Linked DNA regions of Mus musculus: regions 1, 2 and 3 are each linked to region 4. The links are chromatin contacts, called in public ChIA-PET and HiChIP or PLAC-seq maps. All regions are on one chromosome and are shown on one strand. Each heading gives the region's core, a stretch centred on a gene start, on an enhancer-like site or on the middle of the called end of the contact. The rest is flanking DNA. Distances are from core to core; before and after follow the strand shown. Region 1 has its middle 21 kb from the start of Iqgap1. Region 2 overlaps Sec11a (SEC11 homolog A, signal peptidase complex subunit). Region 3 overlaps Iqgap1 (IQ motif containing GTPase activating protein 1). Region 4 has its middle 27 kb from the start of Gm44968.

The links. ChIA-PET counts read pairs in DNA pulled down with a chosen protein or histone mark. HiChIP or PLAC-seq counts read pairs in DNA pulled down with a chosen protein or histone mark.
Region 1: a contact with region 4 is called in an HNF4G HiChIP or PLAC-seq map of pancreatic cancer cells. The contact joins two enhancer-like sites. A contact is called at or near these places in 1 of 115 datasets of contacts at active chromatin or transcription factors (pancreatic cancer cells) and 1 of 9 other capture datasets (liver).
Region 2: an RNA polymerase II ChIA-PET map of effector CD8 T cells shows a contact between it and region 4, with 6 read pairs. The contact joins two enhancer-like sites. A contact is called at or near these places in 2 of 15 datasets of contacts at CTCF or cohesin (both in the NIH/3T3 cell line), 4 of 115 datasets of contacts at active chromatin or transcription factors (CD8 T cells, effector CD8 T cells and embryonic stem cells) and 1 of 9 other capture datasets (pancreatic islet).
Region 3: an H3K27ac HiChIP or PLAC-seq map of embryonic fibroblasts shows a contact between it and region 4, with 4 times the contacts expected there. The contact joins two enhancer-like sites.

The regions. Positions count from the first base shown.
Region 1 is chr7:80,822,865-80,825,750 of GRCm38.p6, reverse strand. No RefSeq gene overlaps it. Among named protein-coding and RNA genes, the nearest start is that of Iqgap1, 21 kb to the right of the region's middle. Within about 2 kb of position 1,625, at least 51 of the 459 cell types and tissues checked have an H3K27ac peak or open chromatin away from gene starts, as enhancers often do. A contact at or near this core is called in pancreatic cancer cells, where this site is marked.
Region 2 is chr7:80,918,212-80,920,961 of GRCm38.p6, reverse strand. All of the region lies in intron 4 of Sec11a (SEC11 homolog A, signal peptidase complex subunit), which reads left to right. The region is part of intron 2 of Gm51451 (a long non-coding RNA gene); the gene reads right to left. Among named protein-coding and RNA genes, the nearest start is that of Gm51451, 9.1 kb to the right of the region's middle. Within about 2 kb of position 1,456, at least 101 of the 459 cell types and tissues checked have an H3K27ac peak or open chromatin away from gene starts, as enhancers often do. A contact at or near this core is called in CD8 T cells and effector CD8 T cells, where this site is marked.
Region 3 is chr7:80,752,345-80,755,524 of GRCm38.p6, reverse strand. It overlaps Iqgap1 (IQ motif containing GTPase activating protein 1), which reads left to right. Exons shown (of 38, transcript NM_016721.2): 12 at 3,172-3,180. It also overlaps the pseudogene Gm18392. Among named protein-coding and RNA genes, the nearest start is that of Iqgap1, 49 kb to the left of the region's middle. Within about 2 kb of position 1,659, at least 120 of the 459 cell types and tissues checked have an H3K27ac peak or open chromatin away from gene starts, as enhancers often do. A contact at or near this core is called in embryonic fibroblasts, where this site is marked.
Region 4 is chr7:81,178,051-81,181,204 of GRCm38.p6, reverse strand. No RefSeq gene overlaps it. Among named protein-coding and RNA genes, the nearest start is that of Gm44968, 27 kb to the left of the region's middle. Within about 2 kb of position 1,419, at least 59 of the 459 cell types and tissues checked have an H3K27ac peak or open chromatin away from gene starts, as enhancers often do. A contact at or near this core is called in CD8 T cells, effector CD8 T cells, embryonic fibroblasts and 1 more, where this site is marked.

The DNA of each region.
Region 1 (2,886 bases), core at 376-2,875, 360 kb after region 4:
TGATAGGATGACACACATAGCTCTGGACAGCACCTGGAACACTATCTGCTCCATAAATGTCAATGACCACAATGCCAGTGATGACACTCCTTCCCTCAGGTGAGTTACTGATCTCAGTGCTTACCATCTAGGTGAAGAAGCTGGGTGTGGTAGCTTATGCCTGGGAGGCAGGGGGATTGCTATAAATGTAAGGCCAGCCTGGACTATAGAGTGAGACCCTCTCGAAAAAGAAAAGGAGGAGAGAGGGAGAGAGAGGGAGAGAGGGAGGGAGGGAGGGAGAGAGAGAGAGAGAAAGAGAGAGAGAGAGAGAGAGGAAATGGCTCAGCAGTTAAGACCACTGGTCTGTGAGCCAGACAGTGGTGGCACACATCTTTAATCCCAGCACTTGGGAGGCAGAGGCAGGTGGATTTCTAAATTCAAGGCCAGCCTGGTCTACAGAATGAGTTCCAGGACAACTAGGGCTATACAGAGAAACCCTGTCTTGAAAAACCAAGAGAGAGAGAGAGAGAGAGAGAGAGAGAGAGAGAGAGAACGAACACTGGCTGCTCTTCTAGAGGACCTGGATTCTCAGGACCCACATGGTTTACCATTTGTAACTCCAGTTTCAGAGGCTCTGACACCCTCTTCTAGCCTCTGTGGGTACCAGGCATGGAACTGGTGGAGAGACATAAATGCAGGCAAAACACTCATACACACAAAATAAAAGTTGTAAGAAAGAAAAAGGAAGGGAGGAAGGGAGGGAGGGAGGGAGGGAGGGAGGAAGGGAGGGAGGAAGGAAGGAAGGAAGGAAGGAAGGAAGGAAGGAAGGAAGGACTGATCTAGGTCATGAGAGATAGGCAAACTTTTTTTTTTTGAAAGGCAGAGGAACAATGTAAACAGAATTACAGGATGGATGGAGCCCGTGAGAGGGCACAGTGGGTGAGGGTGTTTGCCACCGAACATAGTGACTACAGTTTGATCCCTGGCACCCACATGGGAAAGCAGAGATCTGACTGCTACAAGCGTTCCTCTGGCCTCTACATGTGCTCTGTGACATGGGAAAACCCCACATGTCCACACCCATTCACCCCTACACAAAATAAATAAAAATGTAATTAAAAGCAAAAAAGGGAGAGACCCTGTCTTAAAAGGCCAAATACCACAATGACAAATAGGAAAACAGGACATTCTCCTGTAGACTGTGACCTTTCTACTCAGACCTCATAAAACTGAGTTATAGCGAGTGGGAGTCAATCCAAGGTTCCTGGGCCCTGAACAGACACCAAAACCTTCCTGCCGCCCAACCTTTTCCCATGTCTGTATTGCTGGGAATTGAACCCAAGCCTCAAGTGCTATGAACTCTCCCCTACTCTCTACCAGTCGGTTAGATACATGGCCAGAAGGTTTGTAATGTTTACCGGTCTACAAACCTCTACACTTGGGTCTCTTGTCTGAACAGGCAATGCCCTCACATTAGCCACCCTCGTGTGCACATCATTTCTTTTCCCCTTCAGAAAAGAATGATTCTTTTCCCAGGGTGTGAACGTTTTTACAGCTCTAGTTCTTCCTGCCAATTCTTGTAAGTGGATCTACCACTTCATAATGTTATCAGCAGTAATAACTGACTACTGCTTGCACCACGCCCTCCTCCGTGAGAAACAGCCTTGCTTATTTAACAGAGAGGAGGACTCCGTGCTGCTCACATTGTACTTCTCTGAATACTTGTGCAGCTGAACATTCCTTCATGGCAGCTACTTTACTGCCTTTCCCCTGTCCAGGGTCGTGTGCACTTCCAAGGCAGGATAGGGAAACAGAAATGTGACCGTTTGATTTTGAGGAAGTCACCTTTTTTTTCCCCCTCCTCTCCTTCCCTTCCTGATGCATCATTTAAAAAAAAAAAATCCTGAGCTATACCCACACATTTTCAGAATTATTAGAAAATACAACTGAATAAACAAGAATTACATTACCTGTGTTCATCCAGGCGTGGTGCTGAGCACCTGGAATTCCAGATATTTGTCAGCTGAGGGCCAGCCTGGTCTACATAGTGAGTTCCAGGCCAGCTGGGGCTGCATAGTGGGTTATAATAAATATTTAATCTCAACTGTGGGTTTCTACACCACCTTAGATCATTCAGTTCCCAGATTAAAGACACAAAACCTTTATATTTATGAGACGCCTATAAAGCACTAGAGCTTGCAGATATCTACCCTCTAAGCTATTAGTGTCTACTTCCGTAGCTATAACCCCAAGTTATAACTTGCCATGTTCCATCTGGGCCGCTCTTAACTCCAATTGGCCAGCCCTCATGGCCACGTTTTTATGACTCACCTACCCTGTGCTGTCTTCTCCTTGCTACACCTCTCCTTTCCCCTCACAGTCTCTGCCTCAGACCCCACACTAGGGAACTAAACCTCAGCCTGCCTCTCTCCTGCCCAGCTATAGGCTGTAGGCATCTTTATTCAAGCAGTAGTTTTAAACAAAGGAGCAGGGTTACATGGCAGCACTTGCTGTACCTGACGATTCTCTCATCCCTTAGACGACCTTGGCCAGTAGTTAGCATCACAATACATAGTAATAGACCAGACCTCAACATAAGGACCCTGTTTCAAAAACTAAACTAACCAGGGCTGGACAGGTGGTCCCGTGGTTAGGGGACCCGACTGTTCTTGCAGAGGACCTGGGTTCAATTTCCAGCACCCATATGGTGGCTCACAGCCACCTGTAACTCCAGGTCCAGGGATCTGATGCTCTCTTCTGACCTGTGTGAGCGCCACACATATAAGCGGTACAATACACACACACAGGCAAAATATCCATATCCATAAAATAAAGAAATAAAATTAAAACCAAAACAACAAACAAACAAACTTAAACCAACCAACCAAAAAAACAGCAGGTAGAGGT
Region 2 (2,750 bases), core at 207-2,706, 260 kb after region 4:
AGCTTCTGGGATCTTGGAACACTGGGGAGACTAACTATAACAGAATTTAATCTTAAAAGGCATTTATAATAAAATATTAAAAGAGAGCTCGTAGATCCATACACCAGACTAATTCGGGAATAGAATATGAGTATATGGATAAACTCCAGGAGGTGAGCTTCCTTGAAACTCTCTGCCTCGTGAGTGGCTTTTAGGCTTCACAGCCTGTCAAGCTGACTCGACCTGAGTGCGTGGCACCCAGTCACTGGAAAGTGGGGTTGCTTTACTTTCTTCCACTGCCATTAATTTTTTGAGAGGTTTTCGCTGTGTAACTCACTCTGTAGACCAGGCCAGCCTCAAACTCAGAGATCCACCTGCCTCTGCCTCCCAAGTGCTGGGATTCAAGGCGTGCACCACCACGCCTGACAACATTTGTTATATAAGAGAATAGTCACACTATTGTACATGTAATGACCTTTTCACTCCAAGGCCATTAGTGTACTTACACATCAATACACTTATCATCACTCACAGAGCTAGCTCTCCAGTCCCTGGGAAGCTCAGATGGCTACTGGCTGTCCTAGCATTGGCCCTGGTTAGCACTATTTCTAGTTTGCTTTTGTGAACACTGCTGTTGTTAGATATATCCAGTAGTTCTACCCAGTCTTCCCAGTAAAAATATAAAAAACAGTTACTAAGTAAAGAATATGCACATTTTAACACTTTTTGACAAATTCTTTCTGTGTGCTTCTTCTGTGTAAGAATGTCCCTTTGTGTGCATTTGGTTCTTCTTTGTCTGTCACTGTGGCTGCCTAGGCAGCCCTGGGTTGGGTTAAAAAAAAAAAAGACATATTATTTTCCAGGTTAGAGTACTCAGGCTTCCTCCCTAGGAACTTCTTTTTGAAGAATTTTTTTAAAGTTCTAAACTATATAAAATTTAAACTAAAATCTCAATTTTGGCAGTATAAACCCTTTAGTGGCTTTTAATAAAAAATGTAATAATGTGAGTTAAGTATTGATTCTATGAAATATAAACCACCTGGGACGTGGACAGCTGGCAGACAGGCTTTTCTGCCCAACTCACTTCTCATCGACTCTCCTGCCTCTGAGCTCGACACCTAATGTAATGAGTCACCTTCCTTTGTGGAAATTGTATTTGTAAAACACTAAGCTGATATCTCAGAGTCGAGCTGTACCTCACTCTTTCAGGTGAGCCTGGTCTGTGGTACAGCTACCTCTCAGTGAAAAAAGGGGGGTTTCTGGTTTACTCCACACTGACACCAATGGTTCTGAGCCGATTATGTCTAAAAATGTTACTGAAACAGAATTCACATGTAAGAGTCTCTATTTTAAGGGGCATAGTTCACAGATTTTAGTATATCTACAAGTTTGTGCAACCAACACTACTATCTAATTCCAGATCATTTCTCTCGACACTCTTAGCAGGCGCAGGCCACGCCCTTCTTCCTGCAGCTGCTGACAGTGCTAACCTGCAGTGTAGGCATGGCTCGTGGGGTGTCTTGTGTAGACAGTATCACAGTTGTGGTCTTCTGCGTTTGGTTTCTCTTACCTATCCTAATTTTCAAGGTTAATTCATCTTGTAGCATGTAATAAAATTTTTAGAAATGAAACTAATACTGTACCAACTAAAACTACTTAATAGAGATGACTTTGGGAAACCAGAAAGTTGGATCTGTTAATCACAGAAAAGAAAGCAGTGTCAGAAAAAGAGGAGAGAAGGGCAGGAGAGTTGGTACAAATGCTGCAGTGATAAAGAATGAGATAAAGGAGGGAACGGGACAGTGACGCTGGAGGCTTCCAGACAATGCTGTCCCCACAGAAGAGGAAGTATTCTTAACAGGAAGTAAAGTGCATCGGGCAAAATGGCTGCCCCTAAAGTGTGCCACAGGCTTTGATGATAAAGTGGAAATGCTAATTAACTTGATGTGTTTAGTGTACACTGTATATATGTATTAAAATACCCCATAAAAACTGATAGGCCATAAAATGCATGTAAATCACATGTGAATAAAATGTAAAGCTTGTGTCTAGGTGCCGTGGCACATGTGTAGTCGTAGATGCTTGGGGAAGCTGTTTGCAGCAGCAAAGTGAGACCCTATTTTGAGAATTTAAAATATGGGGCTGGATAGTTGGCTCAGTGGTTAAGTGGCCTTGTTCTGCCCAGAGCTTAGCAATACTTTGTAGGTGTCTCTTTTCAGCTCTTGGAGGAGCCACATGTTGACACAAGTTTGCTGAGGTGAAACTGCTTGCCACCATGTACCTGAGGTACACATCTTGAATCAGACCTAAACATCTTGAGTATTGTTTGGGGTGCATGTTTCAGGGATTTGTTTAAGCTCAGAAAATCTGGGGACACTAGAACAGTGTATCTGGTAGTTTTGTGTTTCATGCAGTCCAAGCTGGCCTCAAGCTCTCTATTGTAGCTGAATACTGGCTCCACTTCTCAAATGTTGGAATTTAAGTGTGCACCCCCACACCTGAATTGTGTGGTGTCAGAGATCAAACCCAGGGCTTCATGCCTTTATGCTAGGCCGGCATTCTGCCTTCTGAGCTCCAGCTGCAGCCCCAAGTGACTGTTAAAGAAGATCTGACTGTTGAGAAACATTAGCAGTGGAAAGCAGTTTGGGGGAAGGGAGGGAGAAGGACTCTAAAAAGAGAATACAGGAGATGGAAAGTAAGAAGAGTTGTTAACAGGAAGTGACGACACTAAAAACAGTGTCTGCTGCAGTTTGCCTATGGCTTTGATTCGG
Region 3 (3,180 bases), core at 410-2,909, 430 kb after region 4:
GTGCTCTCCCCCGCATGCTTGGTCCTGCAGCACTCCTGCTCCTGGGCTGTGCTGTTCCCAGGTCCAGCTCGAGAAACGCCAGGGGTTGATTGGTTTGCTTGTTTTGTTTTGTTTGGAAAGGAAAGTTTATTTCATCTTATATCTTACAGTACATTATGAATGGTAGTCAGGACAGGAACTCAAACATGAACTTGGAGGCAGGCACTGAAGAAGAGGTCATGAAGGAATAGAATTACTATCTGTGCAGACTAATTTCTTATTCCAGCTGTTCAGGATGGCACTTGCAATGTAAATCATCAGTCAAGAAAATACTCAATGATCTTTTGCCTACTACACAATCTGATGGAGACAGTTTCTCAACTGAAGTTTCCTTTTTCAGTTTGATTCCTGTTAGATTATATTTGATAAAAAAAAACAAAGAATAGCCAGGCGTGGTGGCGCACGCCTTTAATCCCAGCACTTGGGAGGCAGAGACAGGCGAATTTCTGAGTTCGAGGCCAGCCTGGTCTACAGAATGAGTTCCAGGACAGCCAGGGGAACACAGAGAAACCCTGTCTCGAAAAATTAAAAAAAAAAAAAAAAAACAATAAAACAAACAAAAAAAACCCCAAAGTATACGAGGAAGGGAGGGAGAGAGGGAGGGAGGGGAAGAGGAAGGAAGGAAGGGAGGGAGGGAGAGAGGGAGGGAGAGAGGGAGGGAGGGGAAGAGGAAGGAAGGAAGGGAGGGAGGGAGAGAGGGAGGGAGGAAGGAAGGAAGGAAGGAAGGAAGGAAGGAAGGAAGGAAGGAAGGAAGGAAGGAAGGAGAGAGAGAGAGAGAGAAAGAAAGATTGATTGGTTTTTCAATTTTTCTCAAAGAACCAGCTCCTGGTTTTGTTGATTCTTTGTATAGTTCTTTTTGTTTCTATCTGGTTGATTTCAGCCCTGAGTTTGACTATTTCCTGCTGTCCACTCCTCTTGGGTGTATTTGCTTCTTTTTGGTCTAGAGCTTTCAGGTGTGCTGTTAAGCTGCTAGTGTGTGCTCTCTCTAGTTTATTTTTGGAGGCACTCAAAGCTATGAGTTTTCCTCTTAGCACAAAACACCAGGTTTTTTCTCTTACTCCTGAGGACTGCAGGAAAACAAAGGGCGCAGTCCACTGCAGAAGTGGCCCTTCCCTTGAGCATGCTCAGCTGGAGATCCTGGGCAATTCAGGGAGGCTGAGGGCCTGGCCTGTGGGCAACTGAAGTCAGTCCTGCACAGAGGGCAAACATTTTAGGGAACCAAAGGTGCAGACAACTCTGAAATAAAGTAACTTTCAAAACCTGGGGGTTTGGCTTCTCGGAATGAGGAAGAGGAAGACAGGAGGAACTGCCTCTAGCAGTGGGGCAGATGTTTTTCTGAACTTGGCCCTGCTATCTGAGTGCATATGGCTGACAGTCTAGCACTAGCAAGACATAGGCATTGTTTGCAAACTGGAGAAGCTCTCATATAAAGTGTGGCAGAGGTGCCAGCTCTTAATCAGCTCAGGAGACAGACAGGTAGAGGTGACTATTGGTTTATAGGTAAACAGATCCTTAATGCCTGTAGCCTAGATGGCAGAATCAACCTACAGGAAACCCAAGCACTGTATGAGGATATCTATTTAAATACATATGACTCAGTGCCTACTCTCTCTGGCCCATGAGGTCACCTCAGGCTCCTAAAGCTGCCTTTCAACCACAGACCAGACAGTGCTAGTCCGGCATAGTCTAGCTTGAAATTAGGTGCCAGGTAAATCAGTCACTTGCCTGAGAGCAGATATTGGGTGATAGCCAGCTGGCACAGGGTACCTGGCATGATGGCCTGCTGGTCTGTACGGCCTCCTGTGCTGCCTGTGGGCTCTGTGTTTCAAACTTAGGGGAGGATCCTTGTTCATAGAGCCCAGTCCATAGGCTCAGAGTTGGGCAAACAAGAATCCTTAGGGTAGGTGGTTTGAAATGTGGGTGCTTGGCTCTCTAGATCTTCAGTTCAGCCACAAGCTTGGTGCAACCCTGCAAGAGGCCTGTGTCCACTCCATGGCCTCTGCAGCTACTGCTCAGCAGTAAAGCCATTCTCTGGCTTTCTGCACTCTGTGCCGGGCTCAGCTTTGGGCCTGGCTTCATCCCTGACCAACAAGACCCTGTTCTGCTCCTACTGGAGTCCATGCCCCTGCTGCTGCTACTGTAGCCCACCCCCACTGCAGGCTGCCACTGCCATCTTCAATGAGGGTTTTAGAGAAAAGTTCCACAGCAAGCATCATGGTGGATACGATAGGTACAGACTGGAGCTTTATTCTATAAAAGTTGGGACCCCCTAGCCAGATCTGGTGCCCCATACCTATAATTCCAGAAACTCCTGAGGTAGAAGAGTTCCTGTGAATAAAGGCAGACTAGGGCCACACAGTGGTTTTTTGTGGGGCTGGGGTGGCAAATGGGAGTGTGGGTTTCTAGCGAGATGTTTAGCAGGCCAGACGTTCCTTGCTCAAGCTTGAGGACCAGGGTTCTAATCCTAGAATCTGTGTAAAAGCACAGTGGGCATGACAGCTGCCCTGTAATCCCAATGCATAGTTGGCAAGATGGATGGGCAGATGAGCCTGAAACAAGCGGGGACCCTGCCTCAGTGTCTCAGAGAGTGGTCAAGGCACCCAATATCAAAGGCCTCCACACGTGTCCTGCCACATGCATCTATACACGTGTGAACATGCATATACACATATATTCCACAATCCTTTTAAAGCAGGTTGTGAGGGGTTGGTGTGTGGTGTTGCTGGCCCTGGGGTTGAAGGCACTTATTGCTCTGTAGAGGACCAGGTTCTGTTCCCAGCACTCCCATGGTAGTTACAGGCTTACAGCCACCTGTAACTCCAGTTCTAGGGGACCTGACACCCACTTCTTATCTCCATGGACACCAAGCACACACACACACGTAACCAAACATCATACACAACATAAAAATAAATCTTTTTTAAAAAGCAGCTGGACATGGTTGTGCACCCATTTAATCCCAGCACTAGAGAGATAGAGCCAGGTAGATCTCTGTGAGTTCAAGGGCAGCCTGATCTACATAGTTCTAGGGCAGCCAGAGCTACATAGTGAGACCCTGTCTCAAAAACCAAACAAGGCACTGTTTCTGCCCAGGGCTCTCAGCCCACTGCCCGCTGACCTGTTTTCCCTCAGGGTTGGCAG
Region 4 (3,154 bases), core at 170-2,669:
GCTGAGAGCCATTGAACTAGGGTAACCAGGAATTTTAAACAACACAAGGTTAATAGCCTGGTGACCTTTGTACTATCTGTATGGCTGAGACTATATCAGATGCTCTCCCAGACTCTTATCCTGAGTGTGTCAATCTATGGAACCCATCTCTATGGAAGGAGTCACATGTAGTCAATCTATAGAACCCATCATTATGGAAGGAGTCACGTGTGCTTCAAAAAGAGTTTTGAGATAGTCACACCTTAAGTTTTGTTGTGACATGGGCATGGGTTAATTAACACACTCACTCTTTCACCAAACTGTGCCGTGCTTAAATATGCATGAAATAAACAGCTCCAGGTCAGACCAAGTTTGAACCAACGCCGGCTACTTAGTTGTATTAAACTGAACTGCCTTCTCGCCTCTGGCTGATCATTACTCTGCTGGTCATGGTGGCTGGAGAGACCCACACACACTGGTGTGTTTGTCCAGGATCTCGGGCAGGACGCCTGTATCAGTCTCCTAGGGCTGCCTTAGTCCAGTGCCATAACATTGTTACAACAACAGAGGTGTATCCTCAGGGTTCTGGGGGCTGAGGCTGTCAATCGGCTAAGTTCCACAGAGACCAGAGGCTCCTTTTTTGGTTTGTTTGTTTGTTTCGAGACAGGGTTTCTTTGTATAGCCCTGGCTGTCCTGGAACTCACTTTGTAGACCAGGCTGGCTCCAAACTCAGAAATCCTCCTGCCTCTGCCTCCCGAGTGCTGGGATTAAAGGCATGAGTCACCATGTCCAGCTCAGAGGCTCCTTCTTTGCCCCTCATCCCTTCCCCCCCCCCCCCCCCCCCCCCGCTTGTGGGATCAGGGCTCTAATCTCCCTCCGTAGTCACGTGGCTTTCTTCTGTGTGCATTTATGCATCTGAGAGTCTCAGATCTCCCTGTCCCTTCCACTTCATACCTGTCACTCCTAAATCCAGGACGATTTCATCCTAGATCCTTAACTTACATCTTCAGGACCTGTGTGTTAGTCATGCCTGTCACTATGGCAAAAATGTCTGGGAACCCACTTGCTAGGAAGAAGGCTTATGTGGATCATGGTTTCAGAAGTTTTGGTCTGTGGTCATTTGGCTCTGTTGTTTAGGGTCACATCTAGGTGATCAGAAAGCACAGAAAGAGAAATAGGAAGGAAGTGGGGTCCTGATTCTTCTCCACTGAAGTAGCTCCCCAGTGAACTCACCTCTTACTTCCCACTAGGCCCCATCTCCGCCATCTCACAGGCTGAGGACCAACAGCCTCCCCCCCCCCCCCCAATATTTTACCTTCAGGAAAATACTCTAAATCCAACTCTAGCAATCTATTTCCAAATAAGGCTGCACTCACACATGCTGGGGATCTGTGCTCCAGCTCTGGGGGGAGGGGCGACAACACACCAACCACTACAATATCACACTTAGTCATGATGTCTCCCTAGGTTCCACTGGGCAGGTTTTCCTTGTGGGCGAAGGCTCTGACAGTTCTGTGGCATCGTGGTTAGATATTTTGTAGATTATGTCATGGTTTGAGTTTGTTCAATGTTTTCCTCCTGTTTAGACTGAGGTTGTAGGTTGAGGGAGGGAGACCACAGAGGGGCAGGGCGCTGCCTCCGGAGAGGCACCTCCCCACCCCCTCACTGGTGTTAACCATACCCAGGAGGCCTCTCTCCTGCAAACTTCCCTTCTTACCTCCTCTGCCTCCATGCCATGTTCCTTGGAACCACTTCTAACAGTCGCCCACACTAGGGACGGGAGTCACGCTACTGTCCCCACAAGGCGTATTTGTATCGATTATTCAGACTTCTATTGTCCTCAAAACATTCTCGCACAAGAAAGCGGCTTCCACTCAGTTAGCAGGAGTGCCTGCCCTGCAGTCACAGAGCCTCTGATCTTCAGAACCACAGAAACTGGGTCTGGTGGTACACACTTATGATCTCATCGCTCAGGAGGTGGAGGCAGGAGGATCAGAAATTCAACTTCATCTTTGGCTACATAGGAAGCTTGAGGCCAGCACGGTATATATGAAACCCCGTGTCCAAAAGTTAAAAATCGCGCACACACACACACAGTCTGCCTTGTCCCAGCTCTCTGGAGAGAATTTCAAACACAGGCCCAGCCCTGAGCATATAAAAATCTCTGAATAGTTCTAACTAGCTAAAAATACTTTGAGGGCAAAGCTGTGCAAAATGTAAGTCATGGAGCTGAGGGGCTGGCTCCATGGGTGAGGGTGATTGCCACCAAGCCTGACAACCTGAGTTTGTTCTCTGGAACCCACACTGTAGAAGAAGAAGAAGACAAAGAAGAAAACCCACTCCACAGGTCATCCTCAGACCTCTATATGCATGCTGTAGTGCGTGCAGACTCCCACAGAAATACATAGTTTTAAAATGGAAATACGGTAGGCTATGGATTAGTAGTTTCATATCTGTAATAATGTAGGTACAGAAATTGGGCGTAACAATGCAGACAATTTCATGACAATTTAAAAAGTAGGTTTATTAACTCCAACAGTTAAGAATTGAGGCTTTTTAACATAATTGTGGCCTGGGCTGGGGAGATGGCTCAGTGATTGAACTGCTTGTGGTACAAATCTGAGGCCCTGAATTCAAACCCCAGAGCTATAGAAAGGGCGAGCCAATAGCTCACACATCTATAACCACAGCACTGCTAATGGAATACTGGAAGCAGAGACAGGAGGATCCTTCAAACCCCAGCCCAGCCCACCCTGTATCCTACATTAAAACACAACAGAGAGACATCACCTCAAATAAGGTAGCAAGCAAGGACACCTGAGGTTGTCCTCGGACTCTGCCAAAGCTCTGGCATGCACATACACGCAGATGCAGGCATGCGTATGTGCACGTGTGTGAACACACACACCCAGGATAAAAAGAAAAATAACCTAGTCATGTACAGTTCACCCTCTGCATCTGTGTTTTCTATCCCCGTGGATTCAAACAACTGTAGATTGAAAATATTCTAAAAGGCAAAACTACAAGGAATGGGGGGGGGGGGGTGGCGGGTAATTGCATGTGTACTGAGCACACACCTCTTTCTCTTGTCATGAGTCCCTAAATGACGCAGTATCACACCCGTTTACACACACCTATATTGTGTTACATATTATAACTGACCTAGAGCAGGATA